Linked DNA regions of Mus musculus: region 2 is linked to region 1. Evidence: chromatin contacts called from public Hi-C data. All regions are on one chromosome and are shown on one strand. The core of a region is the stretch at or near the end of the contact, and the rest is flanking DNA. Distances in the headings are between cores, read along the strand shown. Region 1 overlaps Homer1 (homer scaffolding protein 1). Region 2 has its middle 9.6 kb from the start of Gm31977.

Region 1 (6,757 bases), core at 1,999-4,498:
GACTGCCTAGGGCATTGGTGAAGGCCAGGAAGCAAAGTTCGATTTTGCTTAGGTTTTTGGCAAGTCATTGCTTGGAGGCACCTATAACAAAACAATACTGAAAGAAAGCACACAGATCCATTCGCAAGGACAAAATTAGAGCATACGTGCTATGGGATGCCACAGTTCCAGGAGACTACGTTTCCGTGGAAACTCTTTGCCTCGGGACTGCTTCCAGGTTTCTAAACCTGTCAAGCAAGTCACTACTGGAGTGGATGTAGCAGCAGGGTCTCTCAATAAAGCCACAGCACACCCATCTAGGCTTGCTAACCAGCTTGCTCTGGTAACCCCCTGTCTCAGACCTTGTAAGGATGGAGTTAAAACTATCTGCCTTGCTACGCTGCATTTATTTACTCTGGGCTCTGGGGATTCAGACTTCAGCCTCTCATCTATGAGTGTTTTAGCCATTGAACCTGGCATGGGCACTGGGGTTGGAGCTCTGCTCTTGACTCCAGTCCTTCTTCCTAGATCTCCTCATAGTTAGCTCTCATCACATGGACCATGATGTTGTGGTACCTGAGTCCTGGACAGGCAAATTCAAGTCAGCACTCACCACCACCAGTCACGACTCTCTAACGGCCTTACTTTTTTAATATGTCACTTCAAATTACTTATTCATCTTTAAAATGTTAACTTAAGTGTATCGGTGTTTTGCCTACATGTATGTCTTTGCACCACATGTGTGTACCTGGTGCCCCTAAAGTCCATAAAAGGACTAGAGTTAGCGATGATTGTGAAATGCCATGTGTGTGCTGGAATCAAACCCAATCCATGTCCTCTGGAGCCAGGGCTTTTACTGCTCATCCCTGCTCCAGCCTTTGTCGTTGCTGAGAAGTCTTACTCCAGTTGTGGTTCTCTTGCCTTAATACGTTTTGGGCTTGGTTTGCTTGAATGCTATGAGGACTTCTTTTTCTTTTTTGTTTTAAAAAGTTAAATTTACCAATATATTTCTCAAAGTGATTGTTGAAAGTCATTTTTTTCCAAGTATTAGTTGGCCATTTTAATTTCCTTATTCTGCTGGGTGTGGTGTACATCCTTAATCCTAAGAACAGCATATTTCTATGAGTTCAAGGTTAGCCTGGTCTGTGTCACAAGGTACAGCCATCTAGGGCTACATAATGAGACCCTGTGTCAACAATAATACTGTATATCCAAGACCTTCACCTCCAGGTTCCTTTAGGGTCTGAGCTCAGTGGCAGAGAGCCTTACTTCAGTTTTTCTAGATATCCCCAGTGACAAAAAGGTTAGTAAAACATGTTGCACATAGAATTTAAATATTTCTTCTTGCTTATTATTTTTCTTCTGCAACATATCTAATTATACTCATTTTCTGGTTTTCCCTACTTTATATTTCTTTTATTCTCTTGAAATTTTTGTATATAATTAAGGAATAATAACTGAATTTATAAGTGTGAGTAAAAGCTATATTTGTTTTGATTTGATTTACCTTATAATTCAATTCAGGTGGGATTTTCCCATTTTTTTTTTGTTTGTTTAATTTTCTAGTGTTTTTTCACCAATTTAACTAACTCTCCCATTTTTCAATGTATTTTTGTAGCATCCTTATTTTTGTTATTGCTCAATTTTTTTTAGATTTTTTATTTTGTTTATGGGTGTTTTGCCTTCATGTTCTGCCTTTGTATCACATTGTAGTACCCTCGAAGGCCAGAAGAAAGCATTGAATATTCTGGAACTGGAGTTACCTACTCTGTCAGCTGCCATGTGTGTGCTAGGAACTAAACCCACGTCCTCTGGAAGAGCAGCCAAGTGTTCCTAACCCCTTGAGCCATCTGGCCAACCTTGTGTCCCTAGTTTTGGGTGCACAATTCAAGCTCCTTTTTGAATAATTTTATATAAACTTTAATTCAACATGGAATATTATATTAAGAATTTTTTCTGCTTCATAGTTGGTTTCAAGAATTTTTTTCGTTTTACTGAGTTTTTAGTATTTTCTATTGATTGTGCTTATAAATGAGTCCTGTATCTTTGCATTTTTGTGGACAGAATGACAGTTTAAGGTGATTTATAAACTCATAGTTCAAAACACCCTCTTCCGAGGAGCAGTAGGAGATAGGTTGTGTGTGTTTCACTGTTTTAATTTTCCTTTATATAACAAGAGCTTAACTTTTTGTCTTGTTTCGTTTGCCCTTCGTTGTTCCTAGAGACTCCTTGTCTTTTATTCTCTTCTGAAGAGGCTTTGCAAGACTGCCTCACAAGTTTCATGGGGTTATCCCTCAAATGCAGATCTGTTCTGTCCAGCCCAGCTCTTGTTTTAGGGTTAGGCAGTCGCAGAGGTCTTTCTCTGTGCCAGCCCCACACTCTCTCTGTGACCCAGAAACAGACCTGCAGACACTGTTACAATCTCTGATGCTTGTGGTGTTCTCTGTCTTCAGTAAAGTTGAAGTCCTGACATTTGCACAACTTTATTCTCAGTGCATGTTCCTGTGGTTTGTGGAGGATAGCTGGCAGATGTCAGTGTACAAACACTTACTACTTTGTCCACTCAGAAACAGCTTCTACTTTTTTATTGCCAATATCTTCTTTCTAGACATCATTAAGTAAAGACCATTTTACTCATGCTGAATAACTTATCCCTAGTGTCTACTGCATCTGCCCAACAACTAATTGTTAGATAACGTCTTCAAAATACATACATTTCTTTTACTGCTGTGTAGATATGAGTTATTGACGCTTCTCTTGTCGATTGAAATATCCTGATATGTGTAAATGTTCATAGTCTATTATAAGATATATCTTAAGTGCATACTTGATATCTTAAGTATAATCTGCGAGGCAGATGTCAAGACAATTTTTGTATGGCTTTTATTTAGATTGAATGGTGTAGGATTTAAATGTAGTGAAAATTAGTATAGCCGGTCCCATTGGCTATAGTTTTAATATGTAATTTAAAAAAAAAATCTATTTTGAGTCTCTTAACAAAGGAATTTGAGATTCTGTTCTATTATTTTTTTTCATGTGCAGCATGAAATTGGTGGCCCTCGTGTGCCTTAAAGATGAGGAAATTAACTGACAAAAGCAATGGTAGAAGGCAAGCCCGGGGAGAGCAGCAAAGGCCAGAAGGAGACTGGCGAGTGCTGGCTGTCACTTCAGTCACACTACTTGGCCCCTACTCTCTAGGTTATCTATTCTTACCTAGAACATATTCTCCCCATCTAAAAATAGGTCACAGCCATCTGTATAGTGTGAGTGCTGCTATGTTACCTAACTAGTACATTTCCTACAGAGGCCTGTCTTGGAGTAGGACATTCATCTAAAGAGTATAGTGCGGCTTTAAACAACTGAAGAAATAGTGTTTTGTGAGGTTCCATTTAAAATGTTTGGATGTTACATTGGGTGGAGAAGAGAACAAGGGGCCTTTCATTTCTAAGGGACGCTGTAGAGGGCAAACTGGGCAGTGGCTGTGAGCTGGACATGATGAGGAGTGACGTTCAGTCTATTTCTGTAGCTGGAAACATTCAATCCTTAAGCTTGTTGAAATGCAAAAGAACACTCTGCAGTCATGAGTGCAATTTTCACATTTGATCACAGGACTTCTTCCTCTCTAATAGTTTACAGCCTCTATGGATTTAGCTTCTAAATTTATTACTATTAATTTCAAATTTTTTATTAGATGTCTTCACTTTGCAGATTATTCGAAGATTGATTAAAAACATGCAAGACTAACGTTGAAGTGGCTAACATCAAGTAGCAAACACTTTGAGATTGTACTGGGCTGTTAGACTCTTAAGTTATAAACTGTAGCTGTGCTGTTTCCCTCTTGATTCTTCTACACATTGGAGCTCATCTAAGCATGCTATAATGTCAGATCACATGGTTATGATGAGGATTATCAATTGTTACTTTTCTTTTTTTTTTTTTTTGGTTTTTTGAGACAGGGTTTCTCTGTATAGCCCTGGCTGTCCTGGAACTCACTCTGTAGACCAGGCTGGCCTCGAACTCAGGCTGCCTCTGCCTCCTGAGTGCTGGTATTAAAGGCGTGCGCCACCACTGCCCGGCCAATTGTTACTTTATTTAATGTTTTCAAATCAGTTTACCCAAATCTTTTTCTCAAGACTTCAATGTTTTAATTACATTTATATATTTATTATGTGTTTGCCACAGTGGATTGTAAATTTCCACTATGTGTGTATGGTGTATGTGTATGTGAGTGAATGAGTCAAGGTCTCACTATGTAGCTATGGGTGTCCTGAAACTCACTCTGTAGACCAGGCTAACCTTGGTCTCACAGAGATCTATCTGCCTCTGCTTCCCTAGTACTGGTGTGCAATACTATACCCAGGTTGTGAGTTTTGGAAACAAGAATCTTTATCTGGTGAGCATCTTGCTGGCTCTAAACGCTTCCATTTTTGAAAATATTGTGAAAAAAAATAATATGGAGAAAAAAGTATTCCTAATGCAAACAGCAGAATTCCTTCATTTACATCTTTATTTCTATGTGTATGAATGTTTTGTCAACATGCATATTTATGTACCACATGCATGCAATGCCTGTGGAGGCCAGAAGATGGCATTGGATTCCCTGGAACTGGAGTTACAGATGGATGTGTGCTGCCATGTGGGTGCTGGGAATTGAATCCTGGTCCTATAGAAGAATAGCCAGTGCTCTTAACTGCTGAGCCAACTCTAAATTTGATTTTTTTAAAGCTTAAGCTAAATCATCACTCATGTAATTTTGGCTTTTTGGACTTGCTTCATTATCTAGTATTTGCCATAGATTTTGTGTTGTCACAAAATTTTGCTTTCTTGTTGTCATTTCTCTCTTTCCTGGATTGCCAGCATAGAATTGGCAACTTTATACTTCTGTTACATGCAGTTACTGTATCTATGCATTTTAGTCTCTAGAGTTGAACAATTATATATTCTTAAACATACATTCCTTTGATCCTGACTGTGAGATCAGGATCAGTATAAGACCAAGTTGCACTCTCATTTTAGGGAGTTGCTTCCTTTCTAACTCTAACTTTAGAGTTACTGGTTAGAACTTACTTCCTTCTTGTCTCTGCCTACCCTCATCTTATTTCTCAGTTACGTAGGAGTAGCAATAAAATGGAGTTGTACATAATCTTCCACAACAAGGGTGTTGTGCTTGCCCTGTAACTGCATGGCGTGAAACAGGAGCAGCGGTTTGCTATTGATGAGAGGTCAGGTGTATCATAACCAAGCCGTGGCTTTCTGAGATGGCTGAATACAAATCTCCTTAAATTGTATGAAGTTGAATGTCAGAGGCACAGCCTGATTGTCAGACTTACAGGAGGACACTAGGAATGGTAGGAATGCATTGTCGTCTGAAGGATGAACTGACATGTATGTGTGTTATACTTTTCTTTCTGAAGGAAGTTGAAATTCGAAATAAAGACCTGGAGGGGCAGCTGTCTGACCTAGAACAGCGCCTGGAGAAGAGCCAGAACGAACAAGAGGCTTTCCGCAGTAACCTGAAGACACTCCTAGAAATTCTGGATGGAAAAATATTTGAACTAACAGAATTACGAGATAATTTGGCCAAGCTACTGGAATGCAGCTAAAGAGAGTGAAATTTCAGTGCCAATAGATGGAGAGATGCTGTCTGTCTTCCTAGGACTGTTTGGGCTCCGTACCAAGATTGCACAAAATTTTTTGAATATCATTCCTCCAGGAGGAGGGTGTTTTGAAAATTGGAATTGTATATTTCAGTATAAATTTTAGAATTTAGCTTATAGCTAGTTGGGGAAAAAAAAAGACATGAAAAACTTGAACTACAAATTACCTCCATGTATATTGGCCATAGTTAACTGGAAAGTTATAAGTAGACACTTTAATGCAATCTTTTCCCCCTGATATTAGCCAATGGGAGAATTAACAATGTCTGGGTCCCTTCTCCTCTTTTGTTCAACACAGTGAAGATTATATGCTTTTTAAATTTATTTATGATATCTACAGCTGTGTTTTGTGCAAAAACTTAGTAATGGAAGCCCTGTCTTTGTTGTTATCTGAATAATTTCTCAGGATAATTTTTCGCTGCTGAGAAAGGGCCATTACCAATTAATCCTTGCCAGGAGTTGGGGAGCTATGCCTCTAAGTGAAACTCACTATCAACGGGTGTCTGGAGTTCTTCCCTTTTTGTACTGAGAGTGTTTTCACTCTAGTGACTACTCTGGTACACTCTGCTATCTCCAATCTTGTCTGTTATATAGTTTACTTTTCCATATTGATTCCATGTATTTATGAGAGGATACTGTCTCCCAGTTTATTATACATTTTAAAGCCAACTAAACAAAGGCAGCTGAGTCCCTCAGATATTTTTCTTTTTAAATTTATAGTAAATTTGACACACAGAACTGAAATACAGCAGTCCGTCCTTGACGGTTTAGTCTAGCAATGTTAAGTATATTTACAGAAAATATGCAGTTACATTTATTTATATATTTGGCAAGAAATCTTTTCTGAGTGATCAATGCATTTCAATTTATGAAAAATAATGGTTAGGGGGCACTGTTTATTATAGATAATTTTAAGGTATATAACTGTTTTCAAGGACGGCCACTTCCACCTAGCGGTCAAGCCGAGAGGACTGCATCTAAATTGTGACTGTGGCAGATGGGTCTTCACAGAAACCATGTCTTTATTCAAACTTCACAAGGCTATATTTTGAACTGTTAACTAGGCATTTCAAAACAGGAGATACCTTCAACAGACTCTTCTCCAAGAGCAGGTTTTACTG
Region 2 (6,757 bases), core at 1,506-4,005, 210 kb after region 1:
CTGTCTGTCTTATATTTGCTCCCTGGTGGGAGACGCACGGAAGCCGTTCTCTGGGTTTAACTAGCCCTGTAGCTGATGTTGCTATTGGATGGTTTTTTTTTTTTTTTGTTGTTGTTGTTGTTGTTGTTGTTTTATCCTGTTTAAAAACTCAGGCCCAGATACTGAATTGCACACACAGTCAAAGTGAAGAATTGGGAATTTGTTTTGTTCTTTTCCTGGCTGTTTTTCATTCTCTGCACGCCCACTCCTGCCCACAGATTCAAGGCTCCTGTCTCTCACCAACACATATTTCTGCCTACAATGTACTCGCTGGCTAATTTACACAGCTCTGATTCATCCCGACAGTCATATGCTTCCGACAGGTGGATACCCCTGGGCAGTCACCTGGAGACATTGTTCTGTAATAGCACTTATGTTTCACAGTAGTGTGATGTGTCACCCTTGTTTTCCAGGCAGAAGATGTGTCAGAATTCCAGCTGTTTGTCTATACCTTAAAGATATTTGTCGTCCTTCTCCCATTCCAGTGGGCTTGGGATTTTGTTTCTTTGTTTGTTTTTTGATAGCATTTTTTCCCTCATGTTTCTAACATTCTGCACATTCTTTCAGATATTGTGCTGTCCCTATGTTGTTCTTCTTTTCTCATCTACCTTGTAAACAGTAATTCGTTGCTCTGGTAACGTACTAGCCCAAGATGACTCCTGTGGAGCCCTGCAGGTTGCAGACAAAAAAATGTGGAAGATGCAGCAGCTGTTCAGACGAAGTGGATGAACTTGGCCTGACACCTAGTCAGGAGGGCTGACCTGCTACACTCTGTGTGCCACCTGGGCTGGCACACAGTAGGGAGGGCTGACCTGCTACACTCTGTGTATCACCTGGGATGGCACACATTAGGGAGGGTGGCCCTGCTACATTCTCCCTGTGTGTCACCTGGCCTGGCACACAGTAGGGAGGGTGGCCCTGCTACACTCTCTCTGTGTGTCACCTGGTCTGGCACACAGTAGGGAGGGTGGCCCTGCTACACTCTCTCTGTGTGTCACCTGGTCTGGCACACAGTAGGGAGGGTGGCCCTGCTACATTCTCCCTGTGTGTCACCTGGCCTGGCACACAGTAGGGAGGGTGGCCCTGCTACACTCTCCCTGTGTGTCACCTGGCCTGGCACACAGTAGGGAGGGTGGCCCTGCCACATTCTCTGTATCTTACTCTTCTACTTCTCCCTCCCTACTGCAGTGTTCCTTGGCTCCTCAGAAACTCAGGGCTCTTTACAGTTTCCTGTCTTCCATGAGGAAGAGCAGCAGTAAATAACCTTTGGCTTGTCGGAGGCACTCACTGCATCAGTTTTCAGCCTGCCTCCCTCAGTCTCGACCGGTCAGTCTGCCATTCTTCTGTTGTGTGTCCACTCAGCTCCAGTCAGTGGGCTGAACTAGGAGTAGATGGCTGATCCCACCTGCCAATCAGATTCATTCAGTGCCTGTTGGATCCACAGCTCTTGCCCTTCCTTCAACACTTAGTAGGTTGGTATATTGCCCTCACTTCCTGGTAATCTTTAGACTCCACCACACAGCCCCTCAGGCAAGACCTGCCCTTCATGGAAAGTGGGCATATTTGAGCAGGGCTCTATTCCTTTCCTGTAGGTGTACCGTGGGTTCCAATGGAGGCCTTTCAAGAACACACGGCAGAGAAGAGAGGAGGGAATGAAGGTGCAGCCAGGAAAGTGTTCAGTGATGAACCCCACCCCCTGGGGGGTATAGTGGGTACAGGATACTGAGGGTCTGTCCACTTCTTCTGCAAGCACGGGGGTCGAGGACCTCCATCCTGAGTCAGGGCAGCTCCCCAGGTTTCTAACATTTAGTTAAGATGCCAGATCAAAGCCCTAGCCAAAGAAAAGGAATGGAGTGAGATAGAACTGAAGGACTGAAAAAGTCTAAGGGCAAAGCACGGGCCCCAGACACCACAGAGCAGTGGTTCTCAACCTTCCTAATGCTGGGACCCTTGAACACAGTTCCTCATGTTGTGGTGCCCCTCAGTCATAAAATCATTTCACTGCTACTTCATAGCTGTAGTTTTGCTACTGTAATGAATCTTAGTGGAAATATCTGATATGCAGGATATCTGATACCTGATCACTGTGAAAGGATCATTTGACCTTCTCAAAGGGGTCGTGACCCACAGGTTGAGAACCACTGCCACAGAGGCTCTGATACCTCCGAGCCCGGGCTGTTGGAGTGGAAAGCAATCCTGGTTTAAGCATAGCTTGGCCGGAAGGGACTGATGGAGGAAACTGGCAGGGAAGGAGGGTGCGAGCTGGGTCACCTTGGATGACTCTGATTTTCTAGGATGATGACCTTCGTCCGGAGGAGGCAGTCAGGCTTCACTGACTGCAGGAGGAATTGGAGGGGCGGGGCCTGGGAAAGAGCAGGAAAGAACACGGACATGCCATGCGGACTGTGGGTGGCTGCAGGCACAAGCCTCAAAGGAGAAGGGTGGGAAGAGGGAGGACTGGGTACAGCAGTTGGAGGAACAGTAAGGAATCTTTTCTGTTGTGGGCAGTTTGCAAGAAAGTGGAAAACCCGAGCGGTCTGCTGTGAAATGGAACTGAAACAGAAGGCCGGCCCAAGCAAGAGAAATAGGCTTCAGCATTGTTGAGGGTTTGGCCTCTGAGCAAATTTCTTTGTAATTGTTTTACAGAGTGGAGTGGGTAGGTTATTTGGGATCCAGGACTTGGCCTGTGCTGTGCTGGGACCACATTCTGGCAGAATTCCAGCTCATTTGGTTGCGCTCTCACTTGAGTTGAGAGAAATGATTGGACTGATCCGGAGTGGGTCCTATCCAGTGCTCTTTAGACTTTAGACTTATCTGTTTCATGCATTTAGATTTCTTACTGGGCCCCAAGACTTTCAACTTATTTTTTATTATGACACATTTATAATTACGAAAGTTGACATTATGATTTATTATATCACATTGTATCATCTACAACTGAAGGCTTTTGAAGTTGAGACTTCCAGGCAGGTAATGAGTAGCCAACAGGCACACGTGCATGTACACGCACATGCACACACATGCTTTCCTCTGATGTAAAATGCTGGCTCTCATCTCCACACTGATAGGCTTCCACTTGCTATGTCTCTGTAGAAGCATCATTATTTCCCAAATAATCCTCCAAATGGTACTGTTGAACCCCTCATATGTGCCTGGACTTCTTGAATGTGCAGGAGCTACATATAGCAGGCTGTGGTTGAAATGTGGAATGTCTGGCTGAAGCAGGCTCACGCTTTTGAACATGTGCTTCCCCGTGATGCTTAGAGACACCCAGCCTACACAGCAGCAGTGGCTTCTGGGCATGGGCCTTCAATGTGGGTGTCTTAGTTAGGGTTTTACTGCTGTGAACAGACACCATGACCAAGGCAAGTCTTATAAATGACAACATTTAATTTGGGCGGGCTTATAGGTTCAGAGGATCAGTCCATTATCATCAAGGTGAGAGCACTGCAGTGTCCAGGCAGGCATGGTGCAGGAGATACTAAGAATTCTACATCTTTATCGGAAGGAAGCCAGAAACAGACTGGGCATCCTCAGGCAGCTAGGAGGAGGGTCTCCAAACCCATTCCCACAGTGATACACTTCCTCCAACAAGGCCACACCTTCTAATAGTGCCACCCCCTGGGCCAAGCATATGCAAACCATCACAGTTATTTCTGGTACCTATCTAACACTTTTCTTCCTGATTCACCAGGTGTGAGAGCCTCTGCCACACTCTCTGCCATGCCTTCTGTGCCTTCACTCCCATAACTGTAACCACGAGCCCAAATAAATGTCCCCTCCCTCTGTCTAGTCTTTGGTCACAGTGACCTATGAGCGGGGCAATGTCCTTGTCCTCACAGGGCTTAAGGCATAGGCCCCAGGAGATACTGCAGGAAAGAAGCAGGCCTTGTGAACACTCTCCAGGATGAGAGCAAGGCTGTTTGGCCAAGTGACGTGAAGGTGGGCACTGAAGTGGGTGGATCACTTTGAGCACTGAAAAGGGACTTCTAGAAAGAGTTTCATCTGGCAGGAATGGCAGGAAGCCAGCACCTTATTGAAATCTGCAGAGCATCACATGCCTGCCTGAGGAGCAAAACAGCTCAGAGAGCTTTAGTGAATAAAGAGCACTGCCCTGTGGGGTCTGATGATGTGGCTGAGAAGGTTTAGAATAGTTGAGAATTGAGAATAGTCTAGAATGGGTCTTTATTATTGGCTTTCTGCCAGCAGTGTTCATGGAAGTCCATCACGGCAGGCCTACCTGCTCCTAATGAGGAAGAAGAGTAGAGAGGCCTCTTTGTCTTTGTTGGCAAATATTTTACATTTGCATCTCCCACGGCAAGAAAAGGTAGCACCACTAATATTACCCACAATGCCAAGGGCCTTTGGGAACACTTTGATCTTGCTTTTGTAGCACTCCAAAACCGTCTGCTTAATGTTGGTCGTGTTATGACTCTCGCGTGATATCATCATTGGTGAACCATTGATGGGACAAGGGCAGATCTTACCAAGAACCCTGGAACCTGTCAGTAATTCATTTACACAGGAAAGTTCTGTCAGGTTTATCACTTGGAATTTCTTTTTAAAATTATTTATGTGTGTGCACATGTGTGTTTTCATGTGTGTTTGCTTACACATACATGTATGCTACATGTGTGCGGGGTGTCTGCAGAAGCCAGAGGATGGTGTTGGATCCCCAGGAGCAGGAGTTACAGACAATTGTGAACTGCTTCACGTGGGTGCTGGAAAAGGAACCCTGATCCTCTGGACGAACAACAAGTTCTCTTAACCACTGAGCCACCTCTCCAGCCCCTATCATTTGGAATTTTATAGTCTAAGTGTGGAAGAACACATTTTAAAAACTTGTCTTTAATTCTTTAGGTATTGGCAGGAAAATGTGACCTCCTTGGATTTTTTGGCTGCACTCTTAGCTGCATGAGACTAGAGGAGAGGTCTCACACACACGAGGGATGTCTCTTTGTCATCTCATATGACTTCAGGCCAGCCTAGAGAGCACAATGGCATGGCCTCCATGAGGCCAGGGACACTGACTGTAGTAGCCTGTTGACCCTGTAGGCTCAGAGGAGAAGGCCTGACAGGGCAATGGACCCTGTGAGGGGTGATTGAACCACTGTGAGCAGCACTGTACGCTGGAGCAGCGATGCAGTCTCCATAATGCCATTCAAGGCCAGGGCCAGCAGAGGAACTTCTGTGGCCCGGAACCTTGACCTTGTCCTGTGTCTGACATGAAAACGTTCCAAGCTAGAGTCCCACACTAGGTAACCCATTCTCACTGGACCTGGTGACAGGAACACCTGCTGGCTAATGGCAATCATCTAGTCCCTGAGGTCCTTCCCCTCCTGGCACCCAGGGCTTCTCAGGGTAGGATGCAGGTGAAGGATAAGAAAATCAAATGCAGAAGGGGAGAAACCAGGACTGGTCCTGTGTCATCGGATTCAGGGTCCGGATGCCTCTCCCAGGGGGCACAGTTGGCAGTGGCCATTCCTAGCCTAGAGGAGGAGAGAGTTTTGACGAAGGTACCACAGGCCACCAGAAGCCATGTAGGAACTGGTCCAGGTTGGAACCACTGTCTGAGTAACCCTGAGAAGGGACATGGGGCCCAGGCAGCCATGCTGGTGTGGGCCACCAGGCTGTACTGATCTGTGCCTATGTTCTTGGGATCAGTCCAGCCTGGAGACTCTGGGAATCATCACACTGCTGAAAATAGCTCCATGAGATGGAATAATTCTGAGATTTCTCATTCCCAAACTTTCCTCTTCTTCCTAAAATGTGAGAAGCCAGCTCTGTCTCTTCCTAGGAGGACACAGAACTCTAGAGCAGGGATTATCCTCATAACGGTTTCTAGAACTACTATTGCTTATGTAAACTTACAAAAACCTCCCAGTCCTGGAGACAGACAGCTATGCTGTGAAAAGCCACAGACCCAACCCCCTTAAGAAACAGTACTTGGTTTGTACGTGTAATGGTTTCAGGGTTCTGTACCAGGCAACACTATGCTCTTATGGTGTCCCTGCCCCCCACCCCCACCCCCAATATCATTATTTTAGTCTGATGTCTGTTTAGCCAGGGGAATAATTAATTAACAATTAAATCTGCTGGAAACACACTGCCAACAGCACTCCGTAAATACTGACAATGACTGAGGCTGCTCTTTACTGGTATCATCAAATTGGTAAGAAAGTGGTGACATCCCACAGTCAGGTGTCTGAGGCTCTGTAACCTCACAGAGAAGGAAGTGACATTCAGAGAGCCAGAGGGGAGGGTGACCTATTGGACCTCTCACAAGACAGGAGAAGTCCTGGCTCTCAAGGCTCCTTTTTTTTTTTTTTTTTTTTTTCTACTTTGTTGCCCTGGTGTTTTTGAGAAATGGCCGAGACCCACACAAGCCGGTTCAGAAGTTTGTGATGTCAACTACTCCAAAGAACAGTAAAATCTCATTAAGTCCAAATAATTGGAAGAACAACATCTAGGCTGAGCTGGAGAAAGGTTTGAGCTATTTTTAAAAAAGATTCCCAGCGTCTTCCTCTCAAGGCCGTGTAGTAAATTAAAACAAATAAGTACAGAATGAGGCCGAGGAGGTCTAACCAAATTGGCTCAGAAAACAATATTTATGCACTCTATAAACAGCACATTAATAGTTTCGTGTAACTGGTGATTGCTAAAGATATTTTACGGATTTGGGGAGGTTTGTTGTTGTTGTTGTTGTTGTTAAAAATAA

The links. A called contact is a pair of places that touch in the nucleus more often than the background predicts.
Region 2: a Hi-C map of cerebral cortex shows a contact between it and region 1, with 2.0 times the contacts expected there. The contact joins two enhancer-like sites. A contact is called at or near these places in 5 of 484 Hi-C or Micro-C datasets (the HL-1 cell line, cerebral cortex and embryonic stem cells), 1 of 115 datasets of contacts at active chromatin or transcription factors (embryonic stem cells) and 1 of 9 other capture datasets (embryonic stem cells).

What each region holds. Positions count from the first base shown.
Region 1 is chr13:93,396,648-93,403,404 of GRCm38.p6, forward strand. Homer1 (homer scaffolding protein 1) reads left to right here. Exons shown (of 10, transcript NM_147176.4): 10 at 5,394-6,757. The coding sequence ends at 5,582. Among named protein-coding and RNA genes, the nearest start is that of Gm6109, 48 kb to the right of the region's middle. Within about 2 kb of position 3,249, at least 29 of the 459 cell types and tissues checked have an H3K27ac peak or open chromatin away from gene starts, as enhancers often do. A contact at or near this core is called in cerebral cortex, where this site is marked.
Region 2 is chr13:93,604,621-93,611,377 of GRCm38.p6, forward strand. No RefSeq gene overlaps it. Among named protein-coding and RNA genes, the nearest start is that of Gm31977, 9.6 kb to the left of the region's middle. Within about 2 kb of position 2,756, at least 10 of the 459 cell types and tissues checked have an H3K27ac peak or open chromatin away from gene starts, as enhancers often do. A contact at or near this core is called in cerebral cortex, where this site is marked.